2 separate regions of the Sus scrofa genome follow, and region 1 is linked to region 2. The links are chromatin contacts, called in public Hi-C maps. All regions are on one chromosome and are shown on one strand. Each heading gives the region's core, a stretch centred on a gene start, on an enhancer-like site or on the middle of the called end of the contact. The rest is flanking DNA. Distances are from core to core; before and after follow the strand shown.

Evidence for each region. A called contact is a pair of places that touch in the nucleus more often than the background predicts.
Region 1: a Hi-C map of omental adipose tissue shows a contact between it and region 2, with 3 times the contacts expected there. The contact joins two enhancer-like sites. A contact is called at or near these places in 3 of 5 promoter capture datasets (fetal liver, fetal skeletal muscle and liver), 30 of 47 Hi-C or Micro-C datasets (alveolar macrophages, blood, brain and 16 more) and 2 of 2 datasets of contacts at active chromatin or transcription factors (alveolar macrophages and skeletal muscle).

The regions. Positions count from the first base shown.
Region 1 is chr13:96,971,139-96,975,704 of Sscrofa11.1, forward strand. No RefSeq gene overlaps it. Among named protein-coding and RNA genes, the nearest start is that of CCNL1, 31 kb to the right of the region's middle. Within about 2 kb of position 1,618, at least 20 of the 83 cell types and tissues checked have an H3K27ac peak or open chromatin away from gene starts, as enhancers often do. A contact at or near this core is called in omental adipose tissue, where this site is marked.
Region 2 is chr13:95,986,611-95,991,147 of Sscrofa11.1, forward strand. It overlaps a transcript of KCNAB1 not described here. Among named protein-coding and RNA genes, the nearest start is that of KCNAB1, 110 kb to the right of the region's middle. Within about 2 kb of position 1,436, at least 2 of the 83 cell types and tissues checked have an H3K27ac peak or open chromatin away from gene starts, as enhancers often do. A contact at or near this core is called in omental adipose tissue, where this site is marked.

The DNA.
Region 1 (4,566 bases), core at 368-2,867, 980 kb after region 2:
GGAGTGAATGGGCTTTGGAGCCAGGTGGGCTTGGGTGTAAATTTCAACTTCTGCCATATTTTCAGGGAAAACTCAGGTTTTAGCATGGGGATGGGGGTGAGGAGGTTCGAGTCAGAATCCTGCAGTCTCTGCCAGCCTCTGAGTAGAGGAGGGGTGGGAGCCAGCCGCCAGCCATCCCCATAACAGCAAGGCCTTCCTGCCCCCAGGTGGGGAAAGAGCCCACCGCCGACAGCGGGCAGCACCCAGCTCAAGGGATACAATTTCAGGGCCCAAACAAGACTCAGATGGCTCTGGTCCTCCAAACTCTCTCCCATACACTAGTCCAAAACTCACTTTCAAGGCCCACTGTAACCATCCCTGGGGGTGAGGGAGGGGTGGGGAATGACACGTCACAATGTTTAAAAGAACACTGGGGAGAGCATTAGCATGGAGCCCACCAGGAACCACACTTTAACACCCGATCTGTGGCCTCTGTCTCCTCTTCTTTAACGTATAAAGCTAATAGAATGTGATGACATGACACTGCTGCTCTAGGCACTTTTTATGTACGTTGTCATTCCGAGCTCACAATAGCCTGAGTCCCATTTTCCCCATGAAGCAGGCATGTGGGTGAGGTCACCTAGCCACGGTCACAGGAGCAAAGCTGGACTTGGAACTCAGGCAGTCAGGTGGCAGCGTCCCTGCTCTTGCTTCTTATGGCAATAACGAGGCCTTACTCTCAGGTGAGAGGCCAGACTGAGAGAAGTCCTACATCTAAAGTTTCTGACACGAAACACGAACTCAGTTAATACTATTTTCCTTCCCTGGGCTCTTGGATTTGGGAGGAGGGAGCCACCGTCTGCCTCTCTCTGCAAAGGTTTGTCTTGCGCATGTGGGTGCTTGGTCGGTCTCTGAGAGATGAATGACAGGACAGGTTTTGCCAAGGTGCATGGCAGGAGTGAGGAAAGGGGAGCGCTAGAAATAGAAGTGTGTGTGCACATGCACACACACAGGCTAAGGCTGTGGCAAATGCCATGGTTTTCCTGGGGCCTGACCACCACTCCACTGGCTGCAAGTTTGTGAGGGACTGTGAGGGGGGGCTTTGACGCCTACTGTCCTTTACATCATGGTGTCGGCCGCAGAGCTTCCCAGGAGCCCAAGCAACGGGGAAGCCATCAGGGAGGAGGAGCGACCCCCCCCCCCTGCCACCCCAGCTCTAGTGCCTGGAGGATTAGAGGTTGCTCCTAGGGGTGGCCATGTGTGTGGTGGGTGGAGCTTGGGGGGCCTGGTGAGAGGAAATAGGGCTGTTCTGTATTCTAAGTTAGCCAGGCCCACACCCAAGCAGTGGCTGCCCCCGCCCTGCTCTGGCTTGAGTCAACCACTGGCAAACGGAGAGCGTTTCTTAGCACCAGAAAGGGGTCTCTGTGGGGGCAGAGAGAGCCAGCTCTCTGTGGAAGATCTCCAAGCCCCGCGGGCACAATTCCACCAGAATACAGCCTCACCGACCCAAGCAGTCTGGGCGATGGTTACTGAGGTGCATTCATCTCTGTTTATCAAGATGACACGGGCCAAGGCCATGTGTACCGGGGCCAAAACAAGCAGACCTTGACAGGGCAACATACCAATGTGTTGGTTTCACCACGTTCTCTCCGAATGTCCCTCAGCTCAGTTGACACAGCAGGCTGGGGATGGTGGAAGATGGCCCAGGGACTGCCGCACCCTGCTCCGACGTTAACTGTGTGTTCACAGGCATAGCCTGCGCAGCCAGGGTACAGGGGAGCAAGGCAGAACTTTTCCACAAAGGGGACTCACTGAATCCCAGTGGCTTGGAGGTTTGGGGAGTGGTGGTTTAAAAAAATCCCACCCACTGCTTCAGTTTGCTCTGCTCTTTGTAAGGACAGTCACAACCCCAAACTCCTGGAGACTTTAATCCAGTCCCTGTTTGGTTTCATCCCTCATGACCAGCTGAATTGGGCTTTTCTGAAATGTTCAAGATTTGCAAAGGATAGTTCAGATCCTGATTCCATCACCGGCATTTCAGAAGGGTTCTTAAAATGACAAAATGGTTCCTTTGCACTCTCCACATCTTCATCATTGAATATTTATGAAGTGCCCACACTGGGGTTGCTGTCCAGTTCTGAACCCAGATAAGAGGGGAGGTTCTTTATTCTCTTGGGGGCAGGGTGTGTGTGGGGGTGCTTAGTCAACTGTATATTTCTTTTAACTTCTGAAAGCTTTCCTGTTCCTGGGTGGGGGGAATGTCAGTTTGTTTTTGCAAGAGAAAGAGTAAACTTTTGCTAATGCATAGTGTTTCGTCAATTATCATTTGGGGTTTTCGACAGTGCTTGTTTTCTGAAACTCTCATCACCTCATTTCTTTGCACTAAAAATACTTGAGGCGGTTGAACATTGGTTGAACTCATGACTGTGGCAGTTTGCAAATTGAAGGGATGCTTTCATTTTTTCCGACCCATTCTCTCCTTTTCCACTCCACCCAAAAACAAATCATGCAGATACCGCATTGCTGGAGTGAGTCACCAGGGAATCTATCTCGTGCTGAGTTCTCTGCCATCCGCGGTCCAACACTGCCCCCTCGTGGTCAGAGCATGGTCATCTCTGCGCTCACAGTCTCCTACCCCCATGAGAGCAAGGGCTGCTTGCTGGCCAGTCTTCAGGTGCTGGTGGTTGGAACAGCTTGGGAGGTCCGAGTGGCCTCAGGGTCCCTGGGCACTCAAGGCCATGCTATGTACTCTCCAGGGTGAAAGGCTCTGGGCTGTGGACTTGGCTTTTGCCTCCCATTCGAGACACAGTGCACCAGACTCAAAGTCCTTCCCTAGGAATTGGATGCTTAACTTAGAAAGGTGCACAAACTCTTCCGGGCCTTTGAAGGAGATCCCTCAGTATGGGGCTGGGTTTAAATCACCTCCCTGTTCCCAGAGCCCTGGACCCTCACCTGACATTTGGTAAATACTCCATAAATACTTGGGAATGGACTTCAGTTAGTTTGTCATCAACAGTTATGTTCTAGGCATTTCCATCATGGCACAGTGGAAAGGAATCCAACTAGGAACCATGAGGTTGTGGGTTCGATCCCTGGCCTCGCTCAGGGGTTAAGGATCCAGCATTGCCGTGAGCTGTGGTATAGGATGCAGATCTGGATCTGGCATTGCTGTGGCGTAGGCCAGCGGCTACAGCTCTGATTCAACCCCTAGCCTGGGAAACTCCACATGCCGCGGGCGCAGCCCTGAAAAGCAAAAAAAAAAAAAAAAAGTTCTTAGTACTGACTGTTTTGGGTCCCTGGTTAAGACTAGGCATCTAGAGTGTGTATAAAGGACAGTCCCAGCTCTGATTGGAGTTGTTGAAGAATTAGGCTGGACACAAGAGATGACACTTGCCAGTGTTGTCATTGCTCAAGGAATAACATAGGCAGTAAGCAGCACCAGTGTGTGGGGGAAAAGGAGAGATCCTCTGAGCCATGACACAAGGGTCAGCTTATCTGATTGGTGAGATTGTGCTGTGCCTTTAAGGAAGTGATGATAATCAGATCTATCAAATACCTCCTACGCTATACCAATGTCCTTTATGTTTATCATTAATTCTCACAACAGTCATGCCAGGGAAATGTTATCAGTGCCTACCCACAGATGAAGAAACTCAGGCTCAGAAGAGCTAGGCAATTCTACCCAAGGCCACACAGCACCAAGCAGGACCAAGAGACTTCGAATGCAGGTCAGTCTAAATCAAGAACCCATGCCTCTTCCGCTACCCAGAGCCAAGGAGGAAACATCACAGACATTATCAGGTACCTTTCTTTGGGCTTAACTTGAAGCAGCTTCCAAAGCAAGCTGCTACTGCTTCTAGGAAGCAAGGGCCAAGTGGGATAGAGCTGGGGGCCTCCAGTTCTCTGGGCATGACAACGAACAGGGTGGTGGTGGTGGAGTCAGAGGGTTACTGGGAGCAATCCCAGGACTGGCCAGCTGGGCTGAGGTGTGGGCATCAGCATGATTGCTGGACAAGTTCCCAGGGGCACAGCAGGTAAGCAGCATTCACTGCCAAGCTCCAAAAGATCCAAGGATTTCAAATCTTATTATCTGGGCACCTTATAAAGAGGCCAGTGATTCCAGGCTTGGTAGGGAAAGATTTGATTAAAATAGGACTCTAGCAAAGCCATGTAGGTTGATTATGTGGACAAACTTGTTTGGGTTTGAAGTGTCTCCCCCCACCACCATAGGGTTACTGAAAAATGCGAAGCAAGTTAATTTATTTAAACAGAATGGCACATGGAACATAGTGCTTCTATAAATTGAGGTTGCTGTCTTTATTCATCTGCCAGCAGAACTTAGCAAAGGCCTATACCCTTAGAATTGTTATCAAGTGTTCAGGCCCTACTAAGGGCCCAAGTGAGGCTAAACTGGACGAGTCTAAAGATACTATTGCTCCTTTGGAAAAAGTCCTTATTGTGTTCTGAGTAAGGCTTGCAGGTCAGCAGGTGAGAGAGTGAGATCTTCTATCCCGTCCAGTCAAATAGTGACCTCTAGAGGCGATAGTACTTATTACTACCTTGTACTGCAAACTGAAAGGCTCCTGC
Region 2 (4,537 bases), core at 186-2,685:
TTCTTTCTTCCAAACCGTTTTAAAAATATAAAAGCCAATCTTATCTTGCACACCAGACAAAAGCAAGTGGCAGGCAAGATCTGGCCAGCAGCCCATAGTTTGCTAACCCCTGGTCTAGGAAACAAAGCTTTTGATTGCACAGTTTATTTATTTGTTTGTGTTTTTATTTTTTAAACCTCCTTGTTTCCAGATGTATTTAAAGTGCCCAACTGCATATAATTCAGAAAGATAAAAAATAAATAAAAAAGAAGAAAAGATGAGGACAAGACAGCTTAAGAGCAAGGAGGAAGGCAGCCTGGGGTGAGTGAGAGTGCCACGGGCCAGCCATGCCCTTGGACTTGGACTTGCTTCTGTGCTTTCTGGCAGCACCAAGCTGGGAAGAGGGCCATGGAGCTCTTTACAGCAGCCACGGAGTCCTTGAAGTAGCTGTTTTTCAGTGATAGAACACTTCTTTCTGATCTATAGATCAGAGAGAAAATTCTCTCATGGGTCTCTTCTTTGTGTAATTAATAACATCTTCAAAAAATGTCCTTATGGTAAACACAGCAATAGGAGTCCATGGTTTTTTTTTCCATGGGGCTCCTGATATGAATAAGGGGCATAGTATCAAATAATAATTCAGCAAAAGCAAGTAGGGGTTGGTAGAAGAAATGACATTGTTTTAATAAGAACCTCATCAATTATTTTAAAATTACTTACACTTAAAAAATTCTCCAATAATGACACAGGTTTTGCTATTTTATAATGACAGGGCTTGTCCAGGTTCATGGAATAAAATGATTGTTTCTCAAATTAACAAAAAAATGCTATGTGCCAACCAAAGAAGTTTTCTATAGCCTTGAGCAGAAGGTGGAAAGGCGGAGTTCCTGTCATGGCTCAGTGGAAATGAATCTGACTAGCATCCATGAAGACGCAGATTCAATCCCTGGCCTCACTCAGTAGGTTAAGGATCTGGCATTGACTGTGAGCTATGGTGTAGGTTGCAGATGAGGCTTGGATCTGGTGTTGCTGTGGCTGTGGTGCAGGTGACTACAGCTCTGATTTGACCCCTAGCCTGGGAACTTCCATATGTTGTGGGTTCGTCCCTAAAAAGAAAGAAACAAACAAACAAAAAAGGAGGTGGGGGGGGGTCAAAAGAAGAAAAAGAAAGGGAAGGAAATTTGGAATTAATGTGAGACAGACCTCTGGGATAACTTGCTCCAATTTCTGATCTTACAGCTGAAGAACACAGAGGCTTGGAGATGTTGCTTTTCCAGCCAACAACAAAGCTGGGACTAGAATTCTTGTCCTCTGGGGCCCAGTCCAAAGCTTTCTCTCCACAATTTGGCTAGCCCCCCAAATGCCATCCCACCCCATGCCAGCACACACCCTCATACACACCCACACACACACACCATACACATTCACACACCACATCCCCTATATTCCACACCCACCACACTCACAAACCCCACACAGCCCCATACACCATATACACACATACACACACCCATATACCACACACATACACCGCATATACCCCACACTCCCCTACACTCCTCCACAAACACACCCTCACACCACACACACTCTCATACACTGCACATACGCCAGATACCCCATACCACACACACACACCCCACATTCCCCACACAGATTCTCACACCTTCCCACATACACCCAGCCCCCCCCCCCGCCCCCATCCCTCACCCCATGCCCTGCCTCTTGTGGATGCTGCAGTCCAGTCACATTCATCACCCCACTCTGGTCCACTTTTCCAGACACTGCTCCTGTTGCTCTGCTCTGTAATCTGTTTCAGTCTTACTTCCAAGCACACTGGCCCCCATCCATGTCCCAAAACACTGAGTCTTACTCATCACTACTTTCCCCACCTAGAATATTCTTACACATCCTCCTTTCTAAGGTGAGTCCAACCCACAGACACTCCCTTCTCTCTCCCAGAATGACTTGTTTCTGTTCCATAGAGTTTAGATTATTAGTTCGTGTGTGTGTGTGTGTGTGTGTGTATTGACATCTTATTCTTAAAAGTATGCTTTTTTATGGCTGAGTAGTATTCCATTGTGTATATATACCACATCTTCCGAATCCAATCATCTGTCGATGGACATTTGGGTTGTTTCCATGTCCTGGCTATTGTGAATAGTGCTGCAATGAACATGTGGGTGCATGTGTCTCTTTTAAGTAGAGTTTTGTCCGGATAGATGCCAAAGAGTGGGATTGCGGGGTCATATGGAAGTTCTATGTATAGATTTCTAAGGTATCTCCAAACTGTTCTCCATAGCCATAAAAAAGAATGACATAATGCCATTTGCAGCAACATGGATGGAACTAGAGAATCTCATATGAGTGAAATGAGCCAGAAAGACAAAGACAAATACCATATGATATCACTTATAACTGGAATCTAATATCCAGCACAAATGAACATCTCCTCAGAAAAGAAAATCATGGACTTGGAGAAGAGACTTGTGGCTGCCTGAAGGGAGGGGGAGGGAGTGGGAGGGATTGGGAGCTTGGGCTTATCAGACACAACTTAGAATAGATTTACAAGGAGATCCTGCTGAATAGCATTGAGAACTTTGTCTAGATACTCATGTTGCAACAGAAAAAAGGGTGGGGGAAAAATGTAATTGTAATGTATACATGTAAGGATAACCTGACCCCTTGCTGTACAGTGGGAAAATAAAAAAAAATTATTAAAAAAAAGTATGCTGTTGTCACCTCGAGGGGGACACCCAAAGCTTATACTATTTTGTAATCCTCTCATGCTTTGCACTTAATGTGTATTGCTTCATTAGGGTATATGCATTCAGAGATTAGAGGACAGAAGGAAAGATCCCAAAGGTGAGTAGGAACATCACTTTCCCCCATTAACAGAGCTTTAGCCTCATATTTTCTCCTGTATCTTAGATACACCATGTTATTTAATCTTGCTGAGTCTCAGTTTCCTCACCTGTAAAATGGGCTTAATTCAACTTACCTCATGACTATTGTAAGAACGAAGTCACACTTATGAAAGCACTTAGTTCACTGCCTGCCAGAGTGGGAGTCTAACAAATAGAGTTCCCTTGCTTCACCTCCTATTTAATTAATCCTAGGAATTCATCATTTAGTCATCTTTCAGAGGTTGAAAAAGTATGTGATGATGTATCTATAAAAGAGAAAGGGGCAGAAAATAGATTGATTCTTGCACAATTTTGAGCATATCCCTCTCCTCACTTGCTGCTATACATTTTTTTTGCTTCTCTTTTGTGTTGGGATATATCCTTAGGATCTACTGAGACATTTTTTTTTTCTTTTTGCTTCACACATGGCCTCCAATTTAATCAAAACAGACTCATGAAATGTTGGAATAAATTACTCTCCAAGCAGTGGAATAGATAAAAACAGTCTTTTATCAGTCTGTGTATTTCCAGTGCCTAGCATTACGTCTCAAACAGAAATATTTGAGACAGAATGAAATCAAAGGGCTAAAACTCCCACTGGTACCTTCCATCCTCTTGCCACAGTGCCTGAGAATTCCTTCAACTAGATCCTCCAGTTGTGTTAAAACAGAAGTGTGTCATCTAAGCTAATAGGCATCAGACCAAGAAGGAAACAGGACATCAGCCAGGCTGACCTGAAAACAGAGAAGATAGGAAGGAAGGTTCTAGACTCAAGGGAGAGGCTTGGGTGTCCAGGCAGGGCACAGGGCTACAGGGACGGCGCAGGGACATGGGGTAGGGTGAGGATGGCCTGCATTAGAAGGCGAGAAAGCTAGAGAGAAACTTCATTTACCTACCAGCCTGTCTCAAAAATGTCCTGGCAAAGCACTGAAAACATTAGTTAACTAATAGTGTCTTAATTGATCTTGAAGATTCTAAAGATAAGTAAGAACTAGCTTTTGCTCTGAAAAATCTTTCTCTGAGTTCTGTCACAGTGAGAATGTGGTATCCTGGCTGGAGGATTGGAAGACTAACTTTCTCCAACGCCCACTCCTTTCTCTGCTCCTTCAATTTCTTATCTCTGAAATGAAAGTAAATCCCTCCTCCTGGATAGGGCCACATTGTGGATGCTCAGGAAACTATCCCCCACTTACCTTTTCTGTTTTTCATAATTTCTATGGTACAGCCTGGAAGTTGAAAATTATCTTTGTTCCTAAATTGAACTCACCATCTTCCTCCCAGCCTCCCCAGCCCCGCAAACACCCCTTCACCATGTACTCCCCTGACCTACTTTTTTCATGGAACACTTGACACACTCAGATCTGCTGGAAAAGTAGCTATGGCCATGACTGTGAAAATCAAAAGCCTAGGAAAAAAATGCTACCTGAGCAGGGGGTTGTATTTTCCACATTAAAAAAAAAGTGAACATGATTTATTTTAGACTGGCCTCATTTTGGCCAGTCGTGGGGCCTGTGCTAATTTGCTCTGAGTCCTCTGGCTGTGGTCTCCTGGCATCAGCATTTCTTGAGGATATTTCTGACACTGAGATGGTCCAGGCTCAGAGCCTGTGTGATTACTAGAAATCATAATAGCCTGCTGATGAAGGGCCTAAA